3 separate regions of the Mus musculus genome follow, and regions 2 and 3 are each linked to region 1. A link is a contact called in public Hi-C data. All regions are on one chromosome and are shown on one strand. The core of a region is the stretch at or near the end of the contact, and the rest is flanking DNA. Distances in the headings are between cores, read along the strand shown.

Region 1 (2,662 bases), core at 116-2,615:
TGAGGGGGGTGTGGGTGGGGTGGGGACCCTTCCTTGATTCTCTGAGCTTTTGGTGGCCCTGGCTTGTTGCTCAGTTCTCTGCCTCCAGGAAAACATGGCCACCTTCCCTCCCGCTGCCCTGATATAAGGACTGTGGCTGGATCTAGTGCCACACTGACTCGAGACGAGCTCCTCTTGCCCCATATCCACAGAACACCCACAAACTCTCCTCTCAAATGGGAGTTCATCTGAGGATCTGAGTGAACATGCATTTTGGGGGACACAGTCACCTGCTCCCTTCTACATCTTTCCTCTCTTCCTGGTCACATACCCTCTCTCCGTTGGGAAACTATCCCTCCCCCAGTCCACATGAGGCAGGTGGGCTGGTAATTGTAGTGGGTTTTCTCCTGTCCCCCTGGCCACAGGGTAAGACGTGTAACCTCTCTGAACAATCACATGTGTCGTCCCAGGCTGTAGGAGTGGCTCTGAGGGGAATGGGGTCTGAGCTGGCCAGGCAGACTCACCCTAGGGCTTTGGATATTTCCCAGGAGAGTTGAAGCAAAAGGGGACTGGGAGGTGGGGCGACATCACTCCAGTGAGCAGAGAGCCTTGAGGGATCTTGCTGTAGGGTCTCGCTGTAGGGTCTGTGGCCACCTCCCCTACTGCCTCAAGAAAGAAACTGGGGCTGGATGTAGTGGTGCATGCCTTTAATTCCAGCACAGAGGCAGGGAGATCTCTGTGAGTTCAAGGCCAGCCTAGTTTACATAGTGAGTTCCAGGACAGCCAAGGCTATATGGTGAGAGACCTTGACTTGAAACCGAACGAAACCAAAACCAAAATTAACAAGAAAGCAAGCTGGTAGTTGGGGTGTAGGAAGAGGTCATCTGTGGTCATTGCAGTGGGCAGATAGGAGCAGAAGGATGGGAGGGGGCGGGGAACCTGAAGAGCCATGAAGGGAAATCCAACGTGTGCTTGTGTTTCTTGCCTCAGAGGCCAGGTCTGGCTAACCATCTAGGGAATGATGAGCGCCCATCAGTGGGCGTGTATGAGGAGGGCTGGGGTGTCCAGCCATGGGGAACATTCTTCGAAGAGTTTCCACTCTGGGTAGGTACTGTACTAGATTAATGTCTCCAATAAGCACACACCAGGCCCCTCCTGTGTGCTGGGTCCCAGGGTTGTAGGGCTGTGTAGAGAAAAGACAATATTGAGGTAATGTAGGTCAGTTGGAGGCAAGGAGGCTCAAGAGGTGGACTTTGCTCCGGAGATGCTGGGCGGGAGGGTGGAAGGAAGCCCAATGCAGCGAGGGAGGCAGCTCCTCACGCTTACACAGCAGGTGCTTGGAAGCATTTGTTGAATAAATGAATTTAGATTATTTTATGGTTCACTTGCTTATGTCTGCCAGTGACTCACGCTGTGCACATCCTTCCTTTTGTGCAGCCTTCCCCAGCACACAGATACACAGGCACACACGTACACACATACACACGAGCACGCACACACACGTACACGCGCGTGCGCGCGCGCACGCACACACACACGCACACGCACACGCACACGCACACGCACACACACACGCACACGCACACACACACACACGCACACGCACTGTACACTGTTGATTGCCCAGTGCTTTGCCTGGCACCTGGAGCGCTGAGTAAGCAGCTGTGGTCCACATGCCTGCAAGGCTGTCAGATGGATGATTGGCAGCTGGTGGGGAAAACAGCCTTGCTCACTTTACTGTCTGCTTCCCCCCCCCCCCCCGCCCCCTCGGTGGTGCTGAGCTGGAAGCGCTGCGTGGCTTCTGGCACATGGGCTTAAACTCAGCACCTAATGACTCACTTTGTGGATTATCCACGGCCTGTTTCATTTATGACATCTCTCTTTTCAACGGTAAGCTTCTGGGATACATTTAGCAAGAACCAGGCATACGTGACCATTTTAACAGGGGTTCGTGACTCTCATAGTACTTGGGGAGCCTGGGGGCTTTTCAGAAGGGGGAGGGATGAAAACATCAAAGAGAAGCATGAGGTGGGGGCTGGGGCTGGGGTTTCTTTGCTGTTTAGAAAGTCCTGAGGCATGGGAGGGGTCAGCTCTTGCAGCCACGGACCCTATTCTTGGAAGGCAAGTCGTTGCTGCAGGTCCCACATTCAGCCACTAGATGTCAGTGTTTCTTAACAGACGGAGCTGGGGATGGCCTCTTGCAAGGGAAGTTCTAACTGGTGGTAAGTGCCTGCGGGGTGAGTGTGGATGCCACTGTCTATTTAAGAGTTTCCGTATATTTTATGTAGTGAGTCGTCTGAGGATCCCTGGAGTTCAGAACCACATTACCTCCATCCAGTCCAACTGCAGACAACTGTGTGTGTGTGTGTGTGTGTGTGTGTGTGTGTGTACGTGACATTGTCAGCAAGGAGAGGGTGGAGCTGGGCAATCAGGCTTTAGGAGCCTTTTTGCTTCCTGGCTGAGAGAAAGGAAAGACAATGTCAGATGTGGAGGGAGGGGAGAGGAGAAAGACAGCCAAAAGCTGGGGAGAACCCACCTCACATAGCATCACAGCATGGGCCACATCGACACCCTGGAACACTTCCGTGTGCCCCAAGCTTCACTCCTGGTAGAGCTTTGTGTGTTCCAGAGGCTCCCAGAAAATGTACCAAATGGAGGTTGTAGAGATGGAGGCAGAAGAGGG
Region 2 (2,662 bases), core at 73-2,572, 160 kb after region 1:
TAAACACTCAACAGTTACTTCTTGTCAACACTTTTGACTAGTTTTGAGTCTCAGTAGTCACCAAACCACCCACTGCAGAAGGCAGCCTCTCTGACCGAGGCAGAAGGCAGAATGGAGTTACCAGCACACCCACAAATATTTAGAAGGTAATGTGACAGGAACTGTTTAGTAAATTTGACAGGTCCGCTTAGTAAAACAACAATAGACCCCCCTTAAGGGCTTGCGACCTACTTTTGTGTTACTGTGACAAAGTGCCTGAATAATGCAATTTAATTGGGGAAAGATTAATTTTGGCTCACAGTTTCAAAGGGGCTCAGTCCATCATGGGGAGGGATGGGGGGGGGGGAGAAGGAGACACAAACTACCTGTGGCCTCAGGAAAGTGAGTTATGGGCTTTTCATATCTCAGCTAACCAGGAAGCAGAGATTAGACCAGAACTAGGGCTGGCCCACCCTTAGTGACCTATGTCTGTCAGCCAGGCCTTATCCCCAGAAATCCCACAGCCCCCAAAGCATTGGCACCAAGCTCATGAGAGGGACATTTCCGATTCAAACCATGGCAAGACAGTCAGGTGCTATCCATGACCTCGTGGGGCGCGGCTGCTGGGGGTAGAACTCCATCCAAACCAGAACAAAGATGGCAGATTGAGTCCTGCACACCCAGGACTGTGGGCAGGTAGTAGGCCTGCATAGAGCATAGAGCATCCCAGGTGTGAATGCCTGTGGATGTGTGTGCACACATCACACACACACACACACACACACACACACACGCACACACGGTTGTGTAGGCAATGGTGAGATGACATCTTTCCAGGAATAAAAAAAAAAAAAACCCTAGTAATAGAGGCAGCTAGCCTGTCAGTGCCCTCTTTGAGGGCTCAGTGTTGTTTGAGCCCTTACAGGGCAGTCTGAACGTTCGGGGAGGCTCAGCATTGATTACTTTGCCCAAAGAGGCCACCGTCATAACCTTCCTTCCCAGCTGTGATCAGCTGTCTCTTGCCTCCTCTCCTTCCTGCCATTTATTAAGGACAGGGCAGAAGAGAGAAATGCGGTAAAATCCAATTAACTGCAGCTTCAAAAGGCATGCTCTTCATGCGGCTCCTGCCTCTCACCGCAGCAAACAACAGCGGGGCTTGCTGGCCTGCTGGCTTCCCACAGGCAGGTGTAGGGGAGGAGCATCCCAAGGGCCCCACCCCCACCCCAGGCAAAAAGGCCCAGAGTCAAGGTTGATCCATTTCTATCAAAGTAGAGGTAGGACCAGAGAGAATGGGATGCGCCCTATACAGCTGGGGACCTTCCACCGCCCTTTGGCTCCTCCTCTTCCCCTCCCCTCTACTTTGACCACAATCTGGACTCTCTAGAGGTTCCCACGTGTACCCTCTGGCCTCAAATCAAGGCCATTTTGGGGTTTGTGAACTCCGTCCCAAATCCTGTTTTGGCAGCACTAGGAGGCGGGGCTTCGCTGTAGGCAGATGTTATTGTTCTCCAGTGGAGATGGGGCATGCCAGGATGCTGTTGTGCAGATGGGTGGGAGTGGAGAGGGAGCCTGGGGGACTGTGAGCCGGATCAACGCAGATGGTGCCAGTCACACGCAATTGCGGTGGCGGCGGCAGACAATTTTGATGAAGCACGATGCAAACCTTCCACAGCCCGGAGCATTTCCGATGGCTTCTGAGCGCTCCCACCCCTCGCTGTTTCCTCTCACCAGGAGTCGCGGAATCCTTCAGAACTAAGCCCTGAATATGTAGGGGACCTTTGGCTGAGCTCTGCCCATCCTCACATCTAGGACTCATGTTGAATCTACCTTTGCTCTCTGAGCTTCAACAGGGCCTCCTCCAGGGCCCCTTCATTGTCACCTCCATAACCTCAGGGCGAGCCTGTACCCTAAGCCTAGCTCCTTCTAGTACTTTTCTCCTTTACTGCCAATGGTTACAAACACATCCACAGGGTCTATGCCACTGAGCAGATGGGTGTCTTTCTGTGTTGCTGGGACAAAACACCTGGCAGAGGTGAGGGAGGAGCGGCTTCTTTGGGCTCACAGTTGGCACACCCGTGAGGGCATTTTCTGGATTGATGATAACACATGGCAGAGCCAAGTCCATTAAAGGTGGGGCCACTGCTGAGCTCCTGGGTAGTATAAAAATATATAGTTGAGTGTGAGCCCAGAGCCAGCCATCGAACAGTGTTCTTGAAGTCTCTGCTTCAGTTCCTGCCTCCAGGTTCCTGCCCTCACTCCCCTCAGTGAGGGGCTGTAGGGCAGCAGTGTAAGTCAAGTAAACACAGTCCTTGCAAAGCTGCTTTTGGTCACGGTGTTTCTCAGAGCAGCAGAGAAACCAAACCAGAACACTCCAAGTATAACCAAACGGCCACTTTAAGCCACCAAGTTTGGGAGTAGTTTGATTCCCAGCACTGGTAAAGGATTTCGTCTACATTTGGACCCCTTGGAGGGTGGCACACAGACACTTCAGTATCTTCCTGACCCATCTCCCTCTAAGGATGTCAGGGAGGGTGGACCTCAGTGGGGAGTCATCCCAGGGTGGCCAGCTAAGAACACAGAACGCCAAGTTTAATTGGAATTTCAGACAATGAATAATTTTCATTAGTGTGTCCCATTGGGATATACTTATGTTAAACAAGATACTTGTCTTAGAAATCCAGTT
Region 3 (2,662 bases), core at 121-2,620, 140 kb after region 1:
GATGGTGCTTGCATTGTGGGGTAGCAGTAGGCTTCTGCGTGAAGCTTACTTGAGCACAACACAGTGGCACTTCCACAGTGCGTCAGCGTAACAGCTGAGATGGCTGCTCAGTGATGATGGGAGGGTACCGTATACAGCGTGGATACCCTGAAAAGGGATGACTCTTGTGGCAGGCAAGATGGAGAAGGGCAGGGAGGGATTCTACCACGCCAATCAGACAGCACACGACTTCAAATTTATAAAGGGGAATCTTTCTGGAATTTTCCATTTCATATCTTTTTAAGTGTTTTTTTAATCAATTTATTTTTATTTTATGTGTATGAGTGTTTTTGCCTTCATGCATTTTTGTGCTCTGTGTGCTTGCCTCGTAGTTGTGGAGGCCAGAAGAGAGCACTGGATCCCCTAATGCTGGAGTCAACAGATGACTGCGAGCTACTATAAGGGTGCTGGGAACCGAAACTGGGTCCCCTGAAAGAGTTATATGTGCTCTTAACCACCTCTCCAGGCCCCTGATTTTGTATCCTTTGACCAGGTTGTCTGTGGGTACCTAACACCTCAGCAAGTGAAATCATGAAAGCGAGGGGGCCACTGTGCCAGGCTTTCTCTTTGAAAGTACACAATCCCATATGCCAAGCGTGCCCTTTACTCTCATTGACTGGTTCCCGGGGACCTGGCAGGTGCACCGGCACCAGAAGAAGATCCAAATAGGCCACACAGTATACTGTCTGGTTTTGTGTGTCAACTTGACACAGGCCGGAGTTTTCACAGAAAAAGGAGCCTCCTTTGAGGAAAAGCCTCCATAAGATCCAGCTGTAAGGCATTTTCTCAATTAGTGATCAAGCGGGGAGGGCCCATTGTGGGTGGAGCCATCCCTGGGCTGGTAGTCTTGGGTTCTATAAGAAAGCAAGCTGAGCAAGGCAAGGCAAGGGAAGCAAGCTAGTAAGGAACATCCCTCCATGGCCTCTGCATCAACTCCTGCTTCCTGACCTGCTTGAGTTCCAGTCCTGACTTCCTTTGGTGATGAACAGCAATGTGGAAGTGTAAGCTGAATAAACCCTTTCTTCCCCAACTTGCCTCTTGGTCATGATGTTTGTGCAGGAATAGAAACCCTGACTTAGACACAGGAAGGAACCAACTCTGCCTGCAAAGGTTAGGGAATGAGGGCAGCTTAGGGGAGATCAGGGCTGGCCCTCATGTGGCTCTTTGCCCCGCCTCAGCCTGGCTGCCTTCACCCTGGTTGATAAGCAGTGTGGTATCAGGGTTTGACTGGGCTCCATGGCGCTGGCTTTATAAAAGGCATCTCACTCACTCGTAGCTATTCAGATTTCAGAAATAAACGCTCCGCACTACTGATCAGAGCGCCCGGAGTCAACAGAGCCGGTGACATCTTAAGAAATGCACCCAGTACTTAAGGCTTTCATCTTAATTATACATGTTCAAATCATAGACAGATTTTCTCCTTCTGGTCCTGAATATCAGAGCTGCCAAATCCAATTGAATCATCTTCTTTTAAATGCATTTTTTTTTTTTTTTGCAGCCTGTGTTTCGCCGTTTTTCCTATTTCCATTGTAAACGAGCACCGGAATTGTGCTGAGGGCCCTTTTCTTACAGGCTGTATTATTCAACCAGCAAATGAAGAGAGGAAAATGCTGATTGCAAAAGAATTAAAAAAATGGTCCCGGGCAGCCTCCGGCTTCGGCTAGGGCCAGATGTGGCCAGGCCCAGGACGATCTCTGCTGGAGCGTGCCTGTCCCTCATCCCCTAGGAAGGGATGGATGGAAAAGACGCTTCTTTAGGGAGGGCATGCTCCTTCAGGGATGAGCCTCCAGGCCTGGTCAGGAAGGAGAGCCTTGGAAGTCTGCAGACAGGTCCTGGCATCTTGATCGTCATCACAGATGTCACACAATGTATTTATACTTATTTATTTTGTCATGTCTTGGTTTGAACCACCTCGGGGACTCATCTCCTGGAATCCCTCCAGGGGATGCTTTTACCATCACTGGCTGTGCTGACATTTGGTGCCTCTGTCTTCAGTGCAGCTCATTGCTTCTGTCTTCCCGGGGGTAAGGAGGTGGCTGGCGATAGACTCCCAAACTTCGGATGGGAACAGCAGCTGGCAGCAGAGATGCGATCTAGGAGCCCAGTGCCTGTAGTCCATCTGATTGTCCCTTTATGTCTTGCTTCCTGTCCACCCCTGCTCTGGAATGCCCCAGCACATGCTGGGGTCTTGACATTGACTTTGGAGTCCTCATTTCTCACCAGCTTCATTGTTGTTGATTTCACTGAAGGCCAAAGCCTGGTGTGGTGTCTGAGCCCAGGACTTTGGATCCATTTTGCAGTGGGGAGAAAAGTGTCTTTGATTCAGACCAGGCTCTTCGGTCCAGTTGTATGTAGAGCAATTGAGTTGTGTCTCTGTGGTGGTTAATATTAAATTGACTGGATTTGAAATCACCCATGAGACAAGAGTCTGTTAGGTGTTGCCTGCAAGCGCTTATCTAGATTAGATTAACTGAGGTGAGAGATTCAGTCTAAATGTGACCCCTGCCATGGGCTGGGGTCACATACCACATAAAAGGGGGAACATGAGGTGTGGTGGTTTGAATAGGAATGGCCCCCATAGAGTCATGTGTTTGAATGCTTGGCCATAGGCAGCGGCACTATT

What was found. A called contact is a pair of places that touch in the nucleus more often than the background predicts.
Region 2: a contact with region 1 is called in a Hi-C map of cerebral cortex, with 4 times the contacts expected there. The contact joins two enhancer-like sites. A contact is called at or near these places in 5 of 15 datasets of contacts at CTCF or cohesin (the NIH/3T3 cell line, embryonic stem cells, hippocampal excitatory neurons and 1 more), 96 of 484 Hi-C or Micro-C datasets (the AtT-20 cell line, B cells, the Ba/F3 cell line and 42 more), 11 of 115 datasets of contacts at active chromatin or transcription factors (PVALB interneurons, astrocytes, embryonic basal ganglia and 2 more) and 1 of 9 other capture datasets (embryonic stem cells).
Region 3: a Hi-C map of cortical neurons shows a contact between it and region 1, with 2.0 times the contacts expected there. The contact joins two enhancer-like sites. A contact is called at or near these places in 2 of 39 promoter capture datasets (both in liver), 10 of 484 Hi-C or Micro-C datasets (CD4 T cells, DN2 thymocytes, DN3 thymocytes and 7 more) and 7 of 115 datasets of contacts at active chromatin or transcription factors (a beta-TC-6 cell line, embryonic basal ganglia, embryonic limb bud and 3 more).

Annotation. Positions count from the first base shown.
Region 1 is chr11:114,635,999-114,638,660 of GRCm38.p6, reverse strand. No RefSeq gene overlaps it. Among named protein-coding and RNA genes, the nearest start is that of Gm31781, 11 kb to the right of the region's middle. Within about 2 kb of position 1,365, at least 30 of the 459 cell types and tissues checked have an H3K27ac peak or open chromatin away from gene starts, as enhancers often do. A contact at or near this core is called in cerebral cortex, cortical neurons and ganglionic eminence, where this site is marked.
Region 2 is chr11:114,471,536-114,474,197 of GRCm38.p6, reverse strand. No RefSeq gene overlaps it. Among named protein-coding and RNA genes, the nearest start is that of Gm39471, 12 kb to the left of the region's middle. Within about 2 kb of position 1,322, at least 32 of the 459 cell types and tissues checked have an H3K27ac peak or open chromatin away from gene starts, as enhancers often do. A contact at or near this core is called in cerebral cortex and ganglionic eminence, where this site is marked.
Region 3 is chr11:114,498,604-114,501,265 of GRCm38.p6, reverse strand. All of the region lies in intron 1 of Gm39472 (a long non-coding RNA gene), which reads right to left. Among named protein-coding and RNA genes, the nearest start is that of Gm39472, 11 kb to the right of the region's middle. Within about 2 kb of position 1,370, at least 5 of the 459 cell types and tissues checked have an H3K27ac peak or open chromatin away from gene starts, as enhancers often do. A contact at or near this core is called in cortical neurons, where this site is marked.